Regions from separate parts of the Triticum aestivum genome. Here region 1 is linked to region 2. A link is a contact called in public Hi-C data. All regions are on one chromosome and are shown on one strand. Each heading gives the region's core, a stretch centred on a gene start, on an enhancer-like site or on the middle of the called end of the contact. The rest is flanking DNA. Distances are from core to core; before and after follow the strand shown. Region 1 has its middle 210 kb from the start of LOC123181175. Region 2 holds the start of LOC123181174 (trihelix transcription factor GTL1).

Evidence for each region. Hi-C and Micro-C count contacts between places; a contact is called where the count stands out from the background.
Region 1: a contact with region 2 is called in a Hi-C map of leaf, with 7 times the contacts expected there. The contact joins the enhancer-like site here to the promoter of LOC123181174 in region 2. A contact is called at or near these places in 1 of 5 Hi-C or Micro-C datasets (leaf) and 1 of 1 datasets of contacts at active chromatin or transcription factors (leaf).

Annotation. Positions count from the first base shown.
Region 1 is chr1D:234,756,348-234,762,190 of IWGSC CS RefSeq v2.1, reverse strand. No RefSeq gene overlaps it. Among protein-coding and RNA genes, the nearest start is that of LOC123181175, 210 kb to the left of the region's middle. Within about 2 kb of position 1,415, at least 2 of the 8 cell types and tissues checked have an H3K27ac peak or open chromatin away from gene starts, as enhancers often do. A contact at or near this core is called in leaf, where this site is marked.
Region 2 is chr1D:234,088,157-234,094,240 of IWGSC CS RefSeq v2.1, reverse strand. LOC123181174 (trihelix transcription factor GTL1) reads left to right here and starts at 4,591. Exons shown (of 3, transcript XM_044593422.1): 1 at 4,591-5,603. The coding sequence starts at 5,212.

The DNA.
Region 1 (5,843 bases), core at 166-2,665, 670 kb before region 2:
TTACTAGTTGGGCCCCCCAGTTGACAAAGCAAGTGTGCCCACACTCTCACTTCGGCCTCAATTGAAATTTTGGGCTGGTTCCGCCCCTGCCCAATAATCTCTACTATTATAGTACAAGAAATTTTAAACTTGGGATTAGCCATCCATCCTGAGCAGCGGCACTTCTTAGCCGTTGATTCCCTCTATGGAGTGAATCCCTGTCGTTTATCATAGCAAACTCGAGTGATCCAACGGCTGTAGTTACTGGGATTCGCTCCATCCAGTCGCCCGCCAAAACGAGGTGGGCGGGATTTTTCTGGACCGATCGAGACACTACACGGCTACCTGCACACCTTGCATCATCACGTGATGGTGACTAGAAATTTTCTCATTCAAGATCTTCTATGGCTGGCTTTTGTAGTACCTATTGTGTAAACATAGATTTTTTTAATGAAGAAACAAATATCGTATTTGCAGTTTGACCGGGACACCACGTGCACTGCACGTGCGTCATACTAGTAAAATTTAAGTCCTAGACTTGATACCGGTACTCAGAATATGTTCTCATCGACTATACTGTGTGTTTTTTCTTTTGCGAGAAAACTTTCGATGTATTCATCAACTGTAAAGGTAGTACAAAGACTATAAGTAAAATTTACATTCAGGTCCGTAGACCACCTAGCGCGACTATAAGCACTGCAGCGAGCCGAAGGGCCACCGTCATCGCCCCTCCCTCGTCAGAGCCGAGCAAACATTGTTGTAGTAGACAATCGAAAAGTCGTCATGCTAAAACTCCATAGGACCAGCGCACCAGAACAGCAACCACCGTCGATGAAGAGAGGTGTAGATCGGAAGGATCCAACCTGCAGACACACAGATGTAGACCGAAACCAGGCGGATCCACCGAAGACAATCGATCGGATCCCACGAGATCCGCCGGAGATACACCTCCACACGCCCTCCGACGATGCTTGAAGCATCATCGGGACGGGGCTAGGCGGGGAGAACTTTATTCCATCTTCAAAAAGCCGTTGTCGCCTCGCCTTCTTGAGTATGATACAAACCCTAACAAAACTTAGAAAATCACCTAAAAAAACGAAGCCCTCTCGCCGGCAAAGGCTGGGTTCCACTGCACCTCCATTGTCCAAAGACCATAGAAAATGAGGCAGACTGACGGCCGCGCCGGCGAGTGGGAGGGAAACCGTTGAATAGAGTTCGCACGATAGAATATACTGTGTTTGAAAAAGCAGTTGGAGGGGCGAGGAAAGGGATGCAACAAAACGGGAAACGACACGGCCAACCACGAGGTCAAAGTGACGGACACTCGGTCAGCGCTCCCGAGAAAAATTAGCTGCGCCGTGCATGCACGACCCCTTCTTGATCGCTCGACTCGACTGGAGTCCACGTTTCACAGCGGTCACAAACCAACGACATGTCGGCCTCGCCTGTAGGAGTACATGCTAGTGATAGTAACTGACAGCTGCGCGTCGCGAACGCGATTAGGACCGGCGTGCGTGCTGGTAAAAAGACCCGTTCTTGGTCACTTCGCTGACCGCTGTGATGGTTTAGCCGCCACCAGTAATTCGCCGGCTTGAGCAATTTAGCATTGTTGGCAGTGGATAGATGCCCGGGCGGATGTCAGCGGCAGCCATAACCGGTCAATTATTATTGAGTAGTACTAGCAAGCAGAGAAACACGTCTCCTAGCTTGGCTCGAACAATCGCGGATTCTGCAGACGAAATCTCGCCATCTCTTCGGCTAAAAAAAAATCTCGCCATCTCTGACGGTGCAAGTTGTTGGGAAACCGGGGCCACCACGATGATGGCGGCGGCTAGCGCACGAGTAGCTAGGGATAGCCCCTCCCGTTTCCCCTCTTTACGTTAAGTGGGTACTTATCCCTTGACCCTTTACCCCCTATATAAAGGAACGAGGAGCCATCATTGTAATGATTGATCATTGATTAATAAAAGCTGGTCTCCTCCATATATCTTGTGTCCTTTTACTTTCGCGTGTTCGACTACTTCGTCTACGACGCTCGCCCTCGCTCCGCAACCTCGGACCGGACTCGCCGGCGGAGTTGCGGAACACGTTATCAGCACGCTTCGCTCCATCAATTCTCCATCAAGCCTGCGTCAAGCCTGCATCACGCAGGCTTTCGTCGATCGCGCGGAGGTATAAGATCCGATCCCCACTTTTGCAAAAATGGATTCCTCTCGTTACTACGATTCCGTTTTTGCGATTAGATTATTTTTCGGATAAATCTACCTATGGTGTGGATTTCTCTTCTAAAAACCGAGCGGACGAACACGTCGCCGACCAATGTCGATGTTTTTGGATCACGAGAGACTTGTTGACTACACTATACGGGAGTCGGTACATATCGTGATCCAGATGATCACGGTACCGCCGCAACGCACCCGCTGTGCCACGCGCCGTCGACGTTCCCAATGCACACGATGATGTTTTTTTGAGATCCCGACGCCGGCGTCGCCGTCCCAAGCAGCATGGCCATACCCGTGCCCGATGCACGTTCGTGCCGCCGCGGGCCCTGCTGGTCCCGGCTACTGGCCGCCTCCGCGTGCGCGTGAGGTAGCCGCGCCCGGCGGGCTGGCTGGCTTGGCACTTGTCGCCGCCACCGCCGCACCGTGGCCGCAGGCCCCGCTGGCCGTGGCCGCGCGCCCGCTGGCCGCGCCCTGGCCGTGTCATGGCCGCGCCACGCCGCCCCGCCCCGCTGGCCGCGCGCCCCGCTGGCCGCGCCGCGCCGCCCCGCCCCGTCGACCGCACCGTGCGCGCCGCCGCGCCGTGCCGCACCATGCGTGCGCACGGGCCTCTCGAGGCCACCGCCGCTCGGGCGCTCGGGCGCTAGGGTTGGAAACCCTAGCGACCCTGAGCTGGCAAACGGGCTGGCCCAGCGGGCTGTGCGCAATGGGCCTCCCCTTTTCTCCATATAAAAAAAGGGAGGAGGGCGGTGGGGCTGGCTACACGGGCCGACGGCCCATATTTCGGCCTGCAGACGAACTAGGGCCAGGCCAGAGAGCGCGCGCGCGGTTATTTATGTTTTAGCCCCCGCAGTACCGTAAATTTATGTGACTATATTCCTGCTGTAATATTTTGCGTATAAGTCCCTGGAACTGTCTGTTTTCGCTGAAAATGCGTATTTGTGCTTAAAAATACCCCGGGAATTCAATTTTTGGGCTAGTTTTCGCATACTAGATGCGCTTAACATGATATTATTGTATAATTTTACTGCTGTAGATTAATTGTTTAGCACTCTTAATCATTTAGTAAGTCATATAATAGCATGTTTTAAATATTGGAACGTCTTTTTATTGAATAAGTTTATCAACATCGCTTTGTGCAAAAGATTACCTGCTGTAATCTCATGATTTTTGCATAAATCGCAGATGGCCGGAATTGTCCACAAGGAGTTTCCTGAGTTGGCCCAGACAGGGCTGAACTACCTGTCATGGTCCTCAGACTGCGAGATCTTTCTCTAGGGCAAAACCCTCCTGAGGGCGATCGGTAAGGGGGCCCAGCTGGCCGTCACTGATCCCAAGTTCGAAACGGAGAATGCGCAGGCTCTGCACTTTCTCCGTCATCACCTGTCACCTACTCTGAAAGATGAGTATATGGCTGAGCGCAGTGCTTCTGGCCTTTGGACCGCTCTTAAGCAGCGGTTTGACCGGCTGAAGTACACTGTGAAGCCACGTGCAGAGGCAGAGTGGATCCGTCTGAGGTTTGCGGACTTCAAGACAGTTGGGGAGTACAATTCGGCTCTGCACCGGATTTGTACGACTCTTCGGTTGTGTGGTACTGAGATTACCGACTCCCAGAAGATTGAGAAAACCCTATCCACTTTCCACCCCGACGCGGTCCAGTCCTCACGGAACTACCGCCAGGGGAACTACACGAGGTATTCAGAGTTGATTGACGTCCTCCAGGTGGCGGAGGCGCAGGACGAGGTTCTCAAAAAGAACTTTGTCGCGCAACCACTTGGGGGGAGTTCTCGCCAGGAGGTGAACGCTCTCAAAGTCCGCAAGCCTCAACAGAAGAAGAGGGGCCGGAAAGGCAAGAAGAAGGGCCCTCACCCCCCCCGCCCCGGCTAAGCAGAACAAGCCGGGCAAGGGAGGGCAAAGGCCTCAGGACTGCTTCCGTTGTGGCTCGGTGGAGCATTTCTCCCGCCAGTGCCGCGCACCACAGGAGGTCGTTGATGCATATAAGGCTCGGAAGGCGCGTGAGACGCACCTCGCCTTGGTTCAGGAGGGAGCTCCACCGGCGCCCATGGCGGCACCCGTGATGATCGCTACTCCCCCTGCTGCGCCCATAGAGGCGACCCCCGTGGTGCCCATCGCGGCAGCTTTGGCGGTCTCTACCGACGCCCACGTCGCCATGGAGGTTGACCACATGGTCGCCTCGGCGGCGCCGCCACTAGACATTGATGCTGCCTCCAAGATGATTTCGGAGGAGGATCAGCTCACTAGTATGGAGATTGCGGCGGAAGTGAATGGCTTCTTCACCGAGTCCACTTAGCATACCTCTTTGGTTATCATGATTCCGTGATTTGATACAATAAAATTGAATAAATTCTATTTGGTTGTAAGCTCTATGAGAGCATAAACTTATTCTTTACTTTGGCGATTGGATGACATTTATTCATTTATTCCATTATTTATACATGATAGCATGTTATGTTTTGAGATGTGTGCATTTATTTTTAATGTATTTTCTTCCTCATTACATTAATTATATGTCATATTTTAGAACGCGTGTGGTGCCCGAATGGAGGAAACGTGCCTTGCCGATAGCGCCACCACTCATACCATTTTACGAGAAACTAAGTACATTGAGTCCATTAAAAAATCTCCGGGAAGTATTATGACAATCGCCGGCTGCGGTTCTCACATAGTTGGCTCCGGACGAGCCACTATTATACTCCCCATGGGAACAACTTTGATCATTAATGATGCGTTGTTGTACCCGGAGTCGACTCGTACTCTTTTGAGCTTTAGAGACATCTGCGCTAATGGTTTCCATGCTGAGACCGATGATGAAAACGGCAAGGAGTGCCTACTCATCACAAAGCGGGATGCAGGTGGTAAACATGTTATCGAAAGGCTTCCTTCGTTTGACACAGGGCTATACTACACTAAGATCGTAGCACCGCCCGTGTACACTACCCTCAAGACCGTTTTTAGAAGCTCTGAACTCTTCTGCCTCTGGCACGATAGGTTAGGCCACCCCGGACTTAGGATGATGAGAAATATAATTAACAACTCACATGGCCATAATGTTAACGTGAAGAACTTCCCGAATCCCGATGATTTCGTGTGCTCCGCATGCGCCAAGGGGAAGTTAGTCATTAGGCCATCGCCCCTCAAGGTGAGGGATGAAATCCCCGCGTTCTTGGAACGTATCCAACGGGACATATGCGGTCCAATTCAGCCCCTCACGGGGCCGTTTCGGTACTTCATGGTGCTCATTGATGCTTCCTCTAAATGGTCCAATGTTTGTCTGCTGTCAACAAGGAACCATGCCTTTGCAAAATTGATCTCACAGATCATACAAATGAGGAATAATTTCGCGGATTATCGTATAAAGTCTATTCGAATGGACAACGCCGGAGAATTTACTTCAAAGGCATTCGATGATTATTGCATGGCAATGGGAATCAAAGTTGAGCACTCGGTACCACGTGTTCATACACAAAATGGACTTGCCGAGGCATTGATTAAAAGAATTAAATTCATTGCCAGACCGCTCCTTCGGGGTTGTAATTTACCAACTACATGTTGGGGCCACGCGGTGTTACACGCGGCTAATCTCATCAACTTTTGACCGTCGGCCTACAACATCCACTCTCCTGT
Region 2 (6,084 bases), core at 3,342-5,841:
CTAGCAATGAGAGATGAAAGGACAAAGTTGCTAACCTTTGTGATCACTTGGATGGATGGGGTGCCTTCAAATCTTGGAAAAAATTAACAAAAATGGAGGTGAGCTCGAGCAAGAGGGGAAGAAAACAGAGAGGAGGGAAAAAACAGAGCGCTTCGGCTCAGGCTGCACGAAGCACTATATATAGTGATATCTTTAGTCCAGGTTGGTTATTCGAACCGGGACTAAAGGTGCATCTCTAGTACCGCTTCGTGGCATGAGCCGGTACTAAAGGTGCTGGTGGGGCTCCAGCCTGACAACAGCCTGCCACTACCTCTTTAGTATCGGTTCGTGGCACGAACCGGTACTAAAGGTTCGCCACGAACCGGTACTAATGAGCGTCGCCCGCCTAGCCGTTGGAACCGGCACTAATGGTCACATTAGTGCTGGTTCAGTTACAAATCGGGACTAATGTGCTTCACATTAGGCCTTTTTGCTACTAGTGACAATCAAAGCAGGAAGTAGGGTATTACCTATTCGTGAGGGCCCGAACCTGGTAAAAAATTGTCTCCTTCGTCCCTGTTACCACCGATCCGAGATCCACAGCTCGGGACCCACTACCCCGAGGTCTGCCGGTTTTTACCACCGACATAGGTGAAAAGGATTTCAAATGAACTGTGGACTTGCCAATACATTCAATGTGTTGACCCTGGTGGCTAGAACGTATCATGGTGCAGGTGGTGACTACAAGGAGTGACTTACGCAGGCTTTCGTGCCTCCACTCGACATGCTTCCCCGTTGTGTTGGTGGAGCTTACCAAGATGTCTACCTTAGATTTGCTTTTGTTTCCGCTTGTTATGAACTCTGACTGCTTATTGTAAGACTATGTATTTGACTAGCTTGTGGCTAGAGTCTGTAAGACTATTTGCTTTCTGGATCATGCGATGTAATAAAGGACGCATTAGTGTATGATACAACATCGGCACCATGTATGCCGACGATTTGATCCAGGGGTTGGCATAGAAACACACAGAGACTGTATGCCTGAAAAGATGGGTCGTGGCATGAGCACAAACTTACTGCCGGAAGCACACATGTAAACTCGCAGGGGAGCACCACCACCACCACCACCCCTACCACATCTGCTAGAAAATAGGGGAAAGGATCTCTGATCCGTACCTACTCGAGTCGTTGTCGGCCACCGCCGATCCCGCACCCGTTGTCGTCGCCACCGCGGTAGGTATGCCCTGGTCGCCCAAAGCCCTGCGCCGCCGCCCCTGCCGCCCTCCCGAATCCAGGCTCTGTCGCTCCTTCCAGCCACATGAGCCACCGCCACTGTGAGATCTAATCCCTCTTCGGTTCGTAACAAAGGCAGTTGCAAAACGCCTACTCTAAAATAAAAGCCCAATTGTAGGAAACGGACGCGGACGCGGATGTGGAGATGCTCTCGATAGTCTCATCAACATACGATCCAACGGTCACGGAACTAGCGGACGCGATCGTTCGGCTGAAGGTAAGCTTTTCCTTAATTAATCGGGTGATTTGGGACGGTTGCTTTTACACCTCTCAAGGCATCGTCAATCATTATCCTCCCCAGCAGATCATGGGTGATGCAGGTGGGATCGTGTGCCACCTGGAGGGAAAAGATTCGTCTTTCTCACGTCCTTGATTTCAGCATATTTCCAACCCAGGGTAATGCTACACGCACAACAATACATTACCACGCATACATGTATACTCCACACTGTGCTAGTAGTACATTTTCTTTTCTTTTGCAGTTTTTCCCATATAATTATGTTGTCACCAGAAGTACTACTCCCTCCTTGTACTAAATCAGCAACACTTATGGAATGGAGGGAGTAGTAAACAAGAAATCTAATGTCAGCACGTCACAATTTTCACTAGACAAACTCAAGGTCCAACTCAAAAGAACTGTATTACATGTCTTCAAGGAAATATTTACTTATGAACAACACATGCTCCATCGTCTAGTTTTTGTATTGTAGGAGAAGAATGTTCATCTTGCAGTATGATACTTCCTTTGATTTTTAAAAAAGGTTTTGCATGTTTTTTATTGCATACCAAGGTCGTTTCAAGCGCACCAATCATGTAAGTGTGCACCCACTCAACTCAACTTGTAATTTGTCCAAATGACCACGAGCCTTGCTTTTGAAGAAAGAGAAAAAAATTAAGCGCCTTGTTTTTGGATCAAATGGAGTACATAAGAATAATGATATTATTTTTAAATCAAATATCATATATGGTTAATAACGCACAAATAGTGATACCGTTTTAAATCAAGAGTCACACAGTATACGTAACTAAACATATACACGAGCGTCTACCATTAATGATGAGGACATTTCTTTTTTTTATACATGAGTGTCTACCATTACTGATGAGGACATTCCTATCATTGTTACACCTATAGTCTTTGCTGCTACACATGTACAAGTACCAGAAAAAAAGGACCGGCCACTAGAGCTCTCGCACGCCAATTATATTGCCTGATACTCCTTCTGTTTCGAGAGACTACATCCAATGCTCATTAGAATATGATGTTTTTCCAAATTAGATGTGTTTGAATTGATTAGGAATGAAGGGCCTATAATGAACAAGAGAGATTAGCATTGGAGCATAATCAAGCATGAAGCCGGAGAAAAAGGGGCGAAATGTGTTTCTTGATACAAAGTATTAGCATGTGTCAGCTATTTGTAGAACAAAAATATGGTGAAATGCATGCATATGCCACCTTACATGCGTGTTACACACAAAGCGGTGATGAAAGAAGTGACACAACACGTACAGTATATAGTCAGTACCGCACACACAAGATCCCACGTATTTATAGAGTTAGGTGGCAAGCATGCATGCCGTCACGAACAAAGAGACGATCGACGATGAATCCAACTATATATGCGGGTCGCTCACGCTTTTGACTTTACATTAGCATCCATCTTCTACATGTCATGCTAACTTGGATTTATAGCCCAAGGATATTGCTCGGTGTTTGTATATATGTATAACGCGAGAGCGACAAACTAGTAATTAGTACATCATGCATTGCATATATCTTTATATATACCGCTAAAGTTTCCACCATATATACATTTATGGAGGCGGTTGGATAGATAGAGTGACACGCTATGTTTGCATTGATGCATGTACAACTTCATTAGAACCAATTGACTCGAAATATTTATTCAACGGTTCGCAGATAAACTGGACACTCACAACCAGCACAAAATTTAACTAGAAAATTGGCACCTGCAAATATTGCCTGAACCGAGTCAATAGTTGTGTTGCATAAAATGACACGTGCCATTTGCCACAATAGAACATACACTGTGTTTGTCGTTGAGATATGATCAAATATTTTAGTGCATTGCACATATTTTATTGCTAGTATACCAAAATCAGTGGCAAATACTTATCAGGTTTTTGGTTCAATAATGTTAGTAGGTACTATCATTTTTTTCGTTTTACTGTGCTAAGTTCAAAGATAGAGTGAAATATATGCATGGATGGTATTTTTGTGCACGACTCCAACCCTTACTGTGAAATCTCATGTAAAATGTAAATACATATGTATATGCTTGCCATGATTTTCTTTGTTCCAGTAGTACAAACAGTCTGTGACCATATCAATTCTCCACTTCAACTCCCTGCCCCCATATATTTGTAAGATGCATTTCCATGTGAAAAGAAATGCCATCCTGCCCATACATTAACTTAAGCAGGGAAAGAATAATGCAGGTGGTTAACTTAATTAATCACCCAGATTTTTTTGCCTAATCATTAAAAAGGGCCACATGGCCATTTATTACCTGGAAAGGGAGGGATTAACCCACAACATGCCAATGTATGGCCATTTTTATACTCCTCCGCCTTCTCCACGCACGCGTGGCTTCTCCAACCGAAACGCATGACACATGGGTCAAGCAAAGTCACGGGCCCACAGCTCAGTGGCGTCTGCGTGCGGTAAACCTCGTCGGTTTTGCCTGGGCGAGTGGTGATGGGGGTCCGCGTTAATCGCCGGGCACGTTCTGCACCTCTTTCGCTCTCCGCGCGGGCCCACAGCACAGCTGTTATAATGTGGTCTTGTCTGCTGCTCCTCTCTCTCCTCGTCCTTCCTTTTTATCTCTCTCTTTCTGCCGTTTCTCCTAACTAATTTTGTTCTCTCAAGCTTATGTCTCTTTTTTTTCCTGGCTTTGAAGGTTACTGCTGAAAGAGAAAAATAAATCTTGCTGCGATTAATTGTTTCCCTGCCCTCTAAATTAGCTTCATCGAGATGTTTTGATGGTGATCAATACTAGTGCAGTGTTGGAAAAGGATGCCAGAAGCTATAGTAGTACTTGGAGGAAATGATACAAGGTTGAGTTACTGGTAAAAAACGGTTAATCCGGTGGATAACATATGACCTATTAAGATATATTGTATGGGGAAGGGAAATGAGTAAGATCGCCACAGAATCCAACATATTCCGCCATGGGGATTGAGGTAGGGGAGTTTTGTAGAGGGGTATTTGTGCTCCCCTCCCTTTCATTACAAGCCTCCCCCCAACCCATCTCTTTCTCTCTCCTCTACATGCTGCTCACATGTTTCTCTCTCTACCATTGCCCGGCAGGCAGGCACTCCTCTCCCTCTCCTCCGTCCTTTGGGTTTTTAACTAGCAGGAGCATTAGGCAGAGGGAGGTAAAGCCACCCTGACAGCGCAGCATCTCCTTTGTTTTATCTCCCACATCATCCCCCTCATCATCGTCTGCACACAACAAACAACCCTCTCTCCTCTCGCTGTATTCAACATTTCACTTCTCTCTCAACCCCCCTCCCTCTCTCTCTCCTTCACAGCTATCATATTCTCGTCCCCTCTCTCTCCTGCAATCCACCCTACTCTTATTTATTGCAGGCTTACTGAAGGTATCTTTAATTCTTTTTTCCTCTCTCTTCTTCCTCCTCCCCTCTCCCTTGCAGAGGGTATTTTTCTTGTGCCAGGCTTCCTTCCTGTACTAGAGCTCCTCTATTCCTCCTCTTCTTCTTCATCCCTGACCTGCCTACCACCTCATCTCCGTTTCTTTCCCTTTTCCCCCCTCTCCTTCTCTCTCTGCTCTTTCTGGCTGTCCTGGCCTCCCATCTTTTTCACTTCCCTCTCATGTACTGATCATTCCATCACCTCCATTCCCTATGCCCCTCTGGTAACGCTTTGCCGGCGACGTGCACCCAGTGTGTACTAGCATGCAGCAGCAGCAACCGCAGCATCAGGGTGGAGGCCCGGGACAGCAGTTCGGCCTGCATCCCCCAGAGATGCCGCCATTCTCGCCGTCCAGGAGCACCGGCCAGCAGCGGATCTCGATGGCCGAGGCGCCCTCGCCCATCAGCAGCCGCCCGCCGGCGCCTGGGCCGCCGCCGCCTCAGCAGCAGCAGCTCAACAACGAGCTAGCAGGTGCCGGCGCTGTGGGCTGCGACGAAGAGGCGCTCGCGGCCGGCGAGGAAGGCTTGGGCGGCGGCGCTGGAGGAAACCGGTGGCCGCGGCAGGAGACCCTGGCGCTGCTCAAGATCCGGTCGGACATGGACGCCGCCTTCCGGGACGCCACCCTCAAGGGCCCACTCTGGGAAGAGGTCTCCAGGTAAATTACAACCCACTCGAATTGACCTCCGCCAGACAATTGCGCACGCCGTCCCTGGAGGCCGGAAATTGTCGTCGCCGTAATGCCGCATGAAATCTCGGCGGCGGCGTGGTGTGATTCCCGTCAGCCGTGGCTGTTTAATTACCGGCTAAAAAACACTTCTTTTTACACTTTTGCCTTAACTATGCTTCACGAGCACAGTGACTTTTTTTCCATTTTAAAATCATATCGCTCTCCTTCCCCACTTTTCCCTGAGTTTTTTGTCCAACCATCTCTTCGACATGAGAGGTACCAGTACTACTCCCGTAAGCTTCAGATCCGGGGGCATCAATCCCAGAGAGGCTATATCTTATACTCTGGCCCTCTGAATTTCTGCAAACAAAAGTTGGATTTTGATTCCCGATTTAATCTATTTTGCATTCTTCTTGGGATTTGCCATTCTTGCTAGTAGTGCTGCATGTATGCATATGCCTTTCTTTAT